Linked DNA regions of Gossypium hirsutum: all the other regions are linked to region 1. Evidence: chromatin contacts called from public Hi-C data. All regions are on one chromosome and are shown on one strand. Each heading gives the region's core, a stretch centred on a gene start, on an enhancer-like site or on the middle of the called end of the contact. The rest is flanking DNA. Distances are from core to core; before and after follow the strand shown. Region 1 has its middle 24 kb from the start of LOC121229763. Region 2 has its middle 4.8 kb from the start of LOC121229551. Region 3 holds the start of LOC107957330 (WAT1-related protein At3g28050).

Region 1 (2,733 bases), core at 75-2,574:
AAAACTGATAAAAAAATAGATAGTAAAATAAGAAAAATGCTTTAAAGTAACACGTACCCTGGCTTCTAAAAATGGTCTAATTCATTTGAGAAAAATGCTCTAATTTTTTTGTTCAAATTCAAGAACAAATCACGAGTAAATCCTTTTTTTAATGCAAAAACGTGACATTCAGAATTCAAAAACTTTGCCAACTTGTTATGTGGGGCCATTTCTATTTTCCCCAAGGCTTCATCTCTATTATTTCTAATAAAAATAACATAAATGTTGTATCTTATCACCAAGGCTCATGAAATTAACTACTTTTGTTATGGAGAACTAGCCTATGGAAGGACTTGTCCGATTAAAGATCCTCCCATACTTTCTCGTTAGCTATTGATAAATCAGCATTGATTCCTAATAGATTTCAGTAACGAATTTTATCAAAAGTCCAATTAAATATTTTTTTTATCATATCTTTGAAAAGTCTTTTATTACCCACTTCAAGTGCAATCGAGTCAGTGCGTAAAAGTTTTTTTTCCATAATTTTAAGTTACGACAACTCCTATAAAACCCTAAAACAGCTCATGCTAAGCTCCTCTTCCAAAAAGACTTCTTCCTCCTCTTACTATAAAAAGATATCCCTCTAATCTCCATTAAAACTCTTCCCCACTTAAGTTATTGTCAACATTGATTTTTCAATGATTTTAGACATTAATTTTTCAATGTAAACTAGGACTCAATTTTGTATCGACATTAAAAAAATAATGAAAATAAAATATAAAAATAACATAAAAATCTAATAAACTTTTGTTCAATTGACAAAAACAGATATTTTAAGTTTTTGAGTATTTAAATTTAATATTCACCATCCACAATTAAAATATGTGGCTATTTAAGTTCCATTATGAATTATTGAATTTTAATTCGGTTAATTAATTTGTAATTTAGATATTTGTGATTTATAATTTATACTACAATAGTATGAGTTTTTTTAATTAAAAACTAAGGTTTTATTCTATAAGCTATTTATATTTTAATAGTTCTACTTGCACTTTAATTATAATGTAGTTATAAACTTGAAAGAAAAAAGGAAATTAGCATATACGTAAATGATTTAAAAACTGGGTTTGTAATATATAAATTGAAATAATTAGAAAAATATGATATAGGAATACAAGAATTATATAAGTCTCGTCTCATCATGAATCTACCCCTCGAGCCTAGCTGGACAGCACCCATGTGATCAAAACCATCCCAAAAGAAAGGCAGACGGAGGGTTATCTTTAGCCATTGGATTAGCGATGACGCGGCCTAGAAGAGACACACGTCAAACCCACGACTTTTTTGTGGTTCGAGGATTACTAGGACAGATGTATTTTTGGATGGTGGTGTTTGGGCTTAGGCGAGTGAAGGACCTGTCAGACACGTGAGTAGGCCACTTTAAAGGTAAGCATTTATTAGGCCCTACCACAAAGCCCACATACATAAAACGACAAAACATCCAAGGCGTGCAATCAAAACTAGAAATGAGAACAGAAAATGCAACATATCTTATCGTTGTTGACTGAGTTAATAATATATATCTAGTGATATTGTTTAAGTTGCTCAATCATCTAAAAGATCTAATTATTTTATAAAAGCAATGTTAAAATATAGAAAATCCTTTAAATTTTATCATTATACTTAGATTTTCTTTACAATTAAAAATCTTCTTGATTCTTTCAATTAGCTCCTTATTTGTGTTAAGAATTTATTTATGTTTATTAGAGTACAATTAAAATTTTAAAATTTATTCAAATTGGTAAAACTATCTTGTTAAATAGGCATAAGCTGGAACTTATATAATATATTTCATTTTCATGAGCATGGATTAAGTGAGCAATTATCATGCCACACATTGTAGTTTATAAAGTTGTTTTTATATAATATTAGGGGTAGGGGATGGGGGTAACATGATTTGAACCCTTGTCAAATGAGTGTTTGATAAGAGTTTTAATCATCACTCCATTCAAATCAAGACTTGTGGTTTATAAAGTTATTTTTTTAATATTTTTAAATTTTAATATATATTTATGATAGGTTAAAATTTACTATTAATCCTTATACTTTACAAAAGTTGTAGATTTAATCATTGTACTCTAATTTGTTCTTTTTTAGTCATTATACCTTTCAAATTTTAAAATTTCAATCACCATCAAATAATAATTGTTAATACATTAAGTTAAGTTATGCTATTGCTGAAATCTGATATAACAAATATATTATTATATGTGTAATCTTGTACCAGCTTGTTATTTCTACATATTACCCACTAAAAATCTAATTAATGGATCAACGACTATCATTTATGTCAATATTAAAATTTCAAAATTCTAAAAGTACATGGACTTAGAATGATACAATTGGAAAATATAAACTAAATCTAGAATTATGTGCAAAGTACAAGATTAACAATTGAAATTAATCAAATAGATTTAACTGCTATTGATTAGGTTAGGACTAAAATTTCAAAATTTGAAAAGTAGGAGGACTAAAATTGACCAATTTAAAAAGTAAAAAGACTAAAATTGATTAAATTAAAGTATAAAGACTAAATCTTTAACTTTTGTAAAGTATAGGGACTTAGTAGCAGAATTTAACCTTAATGATATAATATCATATGATAGGAACATCAAGGCTCGGGTCACATGGCCAGTTCTAAAACTCTTTGCATCATTTAATGCCCCCTCTCACTTCTCATATCCTCTTTATATA
Region 2 (2,733 bases), core at 152-2,651, 210 kb before region 1:
CAGTCAAATATTTTACTTTTAATCCTTTAATGGGGATGATGACAAAAGAAGATCATAAAGATAATCACAGTCAATTCAATTTAATAACAAGAGTAATCAATAACTCAATCCTCTCTTTTTTTTCATCCTTTCAAAATAGATATTTATAGCAATAGTGATTTATATGAAATATAATTTTTTATTCATTCACAATCTCAATATGAGATCCATTATAAATATCTTTTAAAACCAATGGATTAACCATCACAAGATATTAATATATTAGCTCTTCTAGAGCTTTCGACTAATTTTGTACTCCCAAATATTGAAATAATATCGGTTTTTGTTTTCTTTTGCATTCACTTTGGGGAATATAATAGATTTACTAGGATGAACTTATAAACGTCCCAAATTTCATAATCACCATCGCAAACACGTGTGGATTTCAAATCAAAATTTATCTATTCATGTTGTCATGATTAGTCTCGAATTATAATAAATATGACATAATAAATAAATCATAATAAAATATATCTGAAGATCTAAGTGGTTAAAGGTTTTAATGATTACCCATAGTGCGCAGGCTTCAATTGAAGACTAAAATTGCAATAGCTCTAGAAGGCAATCGACAAAAACTTGAGCAGTAGATCTGGAATGTCTGTATTATAAAATAAAAGAGAATCGTGCAGATAATGTGTTATAAAATAAAAAGACAGAAAGTAAAGGACAAAGAGGATGGGAGAGCAAAAAGAGAGCGTATTTTATTGATCAATCGAAATTTTTACAATGCTTCTCCAAAATCTATATTTACAGACATAAGAAGTATAAATGAAATAGAACTCTACTTCTAATGACTATTAGAATTTAAAATATATCAAAACTTATCTAGATCTTGATGGACATTCACTTAATAAAATATTTATAACAATATTTAGAATAGAAGTGTTTTTAAAAATAACATATAATAAAATTTTTAAAATTTAATTAAAGATTATTAATTGGTTTAGTGATGAAGAATTTGTTTATAAATTTATTAAAATTATTCTTTAAAATGTTAATTTTAATTTAATTTTATAGAAAAATAAAAAAAACTATCAAAATAATAATAATTTAATAAAAAGATATATTAATTATTTCCTAATTGAAATGATACCAAATTAATTAATCAAGTCCTTCTGATTTGAGATAACTAATGAAATCAATTTCCTTAACATTTTCTCTTATCTAAATAAAAATAAGTTAATGAAACGAAGAAATGATTTCTTTTCTATTACTTCAATCCAAATATAGGATTAATAAATATCAATTAATATTATATTTAAATCCAACTTTTAACACTAACGGGTCAGATCCAACCATCGACTAAGTCACAGCTATGGCTATAAACAACGATTTCCCGCTGGATATTTTGGCCGACTCGCTTAGCTTATCGTAGCAAAACAAGCTGTCGTTTTGCCTGAAACGCTTACTGTAACATCCACAGTGTTGTAAGGCTAGAATTAACCCTCAACTCAAAGCCAAATAACCCAGAAAACAAAAGAACAAAGGAGCAGTGCAAGTATTTCTCTTTCCAACATGGAGGTAATGAGTCCACTCAAACCCCATCCTAACTCTCCCTCCCCCACCAAGAAGTTGCTGCCTTTCGCTCTTTATGCTCTCCTCCCCATAGCTCTTCTTCGCTTCTACTTTCACCCTTTTCATCACCTCCCTCCCAACAATCCCACCATCCTCACCAAAGGTATTTTCAGCAACCAAAAGTACTTGTCAACCTTTTATCCTTAATTACCATGAGTTTTTAGTTATTGGGTGATATTAATGAACCAACTTTTTTTGTTCTTTTATAGAAGAAGAAATAGTTTATGAAACTCCATGTGACTACACCGACGGCAGATGGGTACACGACAAGATGGGGCCTCTGTACAATGGCACAACCTGTGGTACAATCAAGGACGGTCAAAATTGTATCTCTCATGGGAGACCTGACTTGGATTACCTTTATTGGAGATGGCGAGCAAGCCAATGCAAGCTCCCCAGGTTTAATCCCAATACTTTCTTGCATCTCTTAAGTAACAAGCACATAGCTTTTGTCGGAGATTCCATGGCTAGGAACCAACTGGAATCACTTCTTTGTATGCTAGCCACTGCCTCCAATCCTAACCTGGTTTATAGAGGTGGGGAGGATAACAAGTTTCGTACATGGCATTTTGCTTCTCATAACATTACTATATCAGTGTACTGGTCACCATTTCTAGTTAAAGGTGTTGAGAAATCAAAAGCTGGTCCAAATCATAATGAATTATATGTGGACACTGTTGATGAGAAGTGGGGTTCTGATTTGGACCATATAGATATGATTCTACTCTCGATAGGGCATTGGTTTCTTCATCCAGCAGTTTATTATGAGGGTGATTTAGTATTAGGTTGTCATTACTGCCCTGGACTAAATCACACTGAGATTGGATTTTACGATGTGATGAGGAAGGCCTTAAAGACTGCGCTTAAGACAATAATTGAGAGAAAAGGGGCTAATGGTAATAGAATTGATGTGTTCCTCGCCACGTTTTCACCTTCACATTTTGAAGGTGAATGGAATAAGGCTGGTGCTTGTCCAAAGACTAAACCTTTTAAGGAAGGAGAGAAGATGCTTGAAGGGATGGATGCAGATATGAGAGCAATTGAGGTTGAAGAAATAGAAGCTGTCAAGGTAAATGCTGAACAAATTGAAGGATTGAGGATTGAGATGTTGGATGTGAC
Region 3 (2,733 bases), core at 107-2,606, 180 kb before region 1:
GCTGGCTAAAAGGAATTCACATTAGTCCTCAACAGGATCTCAAAATGAGAACGAAAAGCAGGGAAAACCATCATCAGGAGGAACCTGAGTTGTAAGAAGCTTATAAAGGAGATGAATTTATAACTATTTGTGCAAGGAGATCAAACAAATTTGTCACTTAAATAAGTTCCCAATTTCCCACTTCAGTACGAGTAAGAGCAGGCAACCTCCTAGGGACTGCAATCTGTTTCCTCTAAGCAACCATATTTCTTAAATACAAAAACAATCCCAAGAGAATTTATGAGGTATAGAAAAAAACAAAATGGCTGCAGACATATTACTTCAAACTCAGTTCCAACCATTGGCCCTTTTACAGACTGGAATACCAGGATTGCCCGAAAGGGTATGCTCAATTTTTCTGTCAAACCTATGTATAAATATGTGTTGGATACAAGTGGTACTTCAGGGGAAGTAAAAAGTAAATAGATTAAATAGCCTTACATTCCATCATCCACGTATACTTTATCCTTTAGTTATCAGATTGATCAGAGTATTACACACAACAATAGGAGAACAGATAATAACCTGAAAGCAACAGCAAGGATGAAGGTGAGACCTGGGATGAGATTAAGCATGGCAGTTGCCAGAGTAGGCGAGCTATAATATATCCCAGCATACCCAGAAATCTGGGCAAAGCAACTGCATACCAAATACCATGTAAAATATGAATTAAAGCCCTGAAATCCATAGTTATGTAACTGAAAACCCACATCATAATTTCAATTAATCTTACATACCCAAGAAGGCCAAGCAAGAAAAACCAACAAAGAATAGAGAAAGTGAGTGGAGGAAGGTGTGATCTGCAGGGAAAACGGAAAATCAAAGGAGAAAGTGAAATGGGAATTATGGAGAGAGAGAGAGAGAACGAACGGTACCTGTGGAAGAGAAAAGAAGCAGGGAGGAGAATGAGAGAGGCAAGAGCATTGGAATAGAAAACAAAGACGAAGTTGGGCATCCCATGGGACATTGCTGCTTTGCCCATTATCATGAGTCCAACTTGAGCAACCTCTGCCATTACCATCCCTACAATAGGCAAACCGATCATCTCCTTCCCCATTCTTCAGACCCAATTTCAGTTCTTGCGATCAACTTCTGTGCCACCTCCTTCCTAGGACTGAATTTTAAGTAGTTGGACTTTGGAGCAAATAGGTGGACACTTTCATTTCAATTTTAGTTATTAATATCAATTTTAAAGTCCTTTTATATTTAAAATACATACGCAGCCATAGCTAACAACAAGGAGTTATAGACGACAAGCAACGAGTCCAAGTCGCTGCTGACATAGCTCCTTTCGTCATTGCCTCCTTACCCAATACCTAGATTCTTGTGTAAGTATAAATAATGATTTAAATATTATACTGCAACAGAAAAGATGTAACAAGTTATTGCATGTCGAGTACTCAAACCATAATTAAGGAGTCGAATTTAGCCATATAAAAAATTGAAAATAGTTAAAATCTTTTAAGTAGTTGAAAATTTCATTAGATGAAATATTTTTAGTTTTTGATTTTTCAGTGCGTAGAGACCTTAAGCTTAGTTGGTATTTATAGTGGTGGTTCATGCAAAAAATCACCAACTACATGTGTCACTATTACACAAACAAAAATATGAAAGTAGTGGGCAGCAAAAAATGGGGTTATTCCCACAAACCGAAAGGCAATTCCAACATTTTCCCACTTGGTCTGTAGTGCCCATGAATACTTGAAGTCGAAACATAATGCATGAATCATGACGATATTTTCTCTTGAAATTTGAGTAGTGTCTTCCATGTATCACAATATATCATGTCTCAACGTTTTAGCTTAATTTCTTAATGAATAAACCCAATGTTTATTCCAGATCTAAACTTTAGTAACATTTCTCGAAATAATAAAATTAATGTACACACAAAATATGAGAAATATCAAATTTAATAGAGTTTCTTTATAATCGTTCTTATAACGAAAATTTACAATGTGAGAACAAGTCCCATAGTGACAACATGATCCTTAAATTTGTATAGTGACATGCCTTTAGTCAAAAGATCACCTAACATCTGCTCAGTGTTAATGTGCTCAATAACCACTTTCTTTTATTTAACACGTTCCCTTATGGCTAAATACTTAATGTCGATATGTTTACTTTGACTTCCACTTTTGTTGTTCACAGCCATAAAGACAACAACTGAATTGTCACAATATATCATCAACGGCCCAGAAATCGAATCCACAAGTCTAAACCTAGAAATGAAACTCTTTAACCATACTCTATGTGAGGTAGCCTCAAAACATGAAACGAACCCAATCTCCATAGTGGAAGTAGCAACTAAGGTCTACTTGATACTCCTCCAAGATATAGCTCCGTCGGGAAACATAAATATGTAACCTAATGTTAATATACGTGAATCAACACAGTTGACAAAGTATGAATCGGAGTAGCCAATTACCTTTAAATTGTCTGATCATTTGTACGTAAGCATGTGGCCCTTTGTCCCTTTAAAATATCTCAAAACTTTTTTTGCAGCTCTCCAGTGGTCAATACCTAGATTACTCTGATATCTTACCAACATTCCAACTACAAATGCAATATTAAGTCTTATACAGATTTGAACATACATCAGGCTTCCAACAATAGAAGCATGTGGAATGTTTTTCATTTGCTTCATCTCAAATTCATTTTTCGGGCACTGGTTCAAATTGAACTTATCAGAGCAAC

Evidence for each region. Hi-C and Micro-C count contacts between places; a contact is called where the count stands out from the background.
Region 2: a Hi-C map of leaf shows a contact between it and region 1, with 1.6 times the contacts expected there. The contact joins two enhancer-like sites. A contact is called at or near these places in 2 of 34 Hi-C or Micro-C datasets (callus and leaf).
Region 3: a contact with region 1 is called in a Hi-C map of leaf, with 2.8 times the contacts expected there. The contact joins the promoter of LOC107957330 here to the enhancer-like site in region 1. A contact is called at or near these places in 8 of 34 Hi-C or Micro-C datasets (anther, callus, leaf and 1 more).

What each region holds. Positions count from the first base shown.
Region 1 is chrA05:75,181,602-75,184,334 of Gossypium_hirsutum_v2.1, forward strand. No RefSeq gene overlaps it. Among protein-coding and RNA genes, the nearest start is that of LOC121229763, 24 kb to the left of the region's middle. Within about 2 kb of position 1,325, at least 4 of the 9 cell types and tissues checked have an H3K27ac peak or open chromatin away from gene starts, as enhancers often do. A contact at or near this core is called in leaf, where this site is marked.
Region 2 is chrA05:74,967,815-74,970,547 of Gossypium_hirsutum_v2.1, forward strand. It overlaps the pseudogene LOC107960569. Among protein-coding and RNA genes, the nearest start is that of LOC121229551, 4.8 kb to the right of the region's middle. Within about 2 kb of position 1,402, at least 4 of the 9 cell types and tissues checked have an H3K27ac peak or open chromatin away from gene starts, as enhancers often do. A contact at or near this core is called in leaf, where this site is marked.
Region 3 is chrA05:74,999,510-75,002,242 of Gossypium_hirsutum_v2.1, forward strand. It overlaps LOC107957330 (WAT1-related protein At3g28050), which reads right to left and starts at 1,357. Exons shown (of 8, transcript XM_016892835.2): 1 at 915-1,357; 2 at 777-839; 3 at 565-678. The coding sequence starts at 1,096.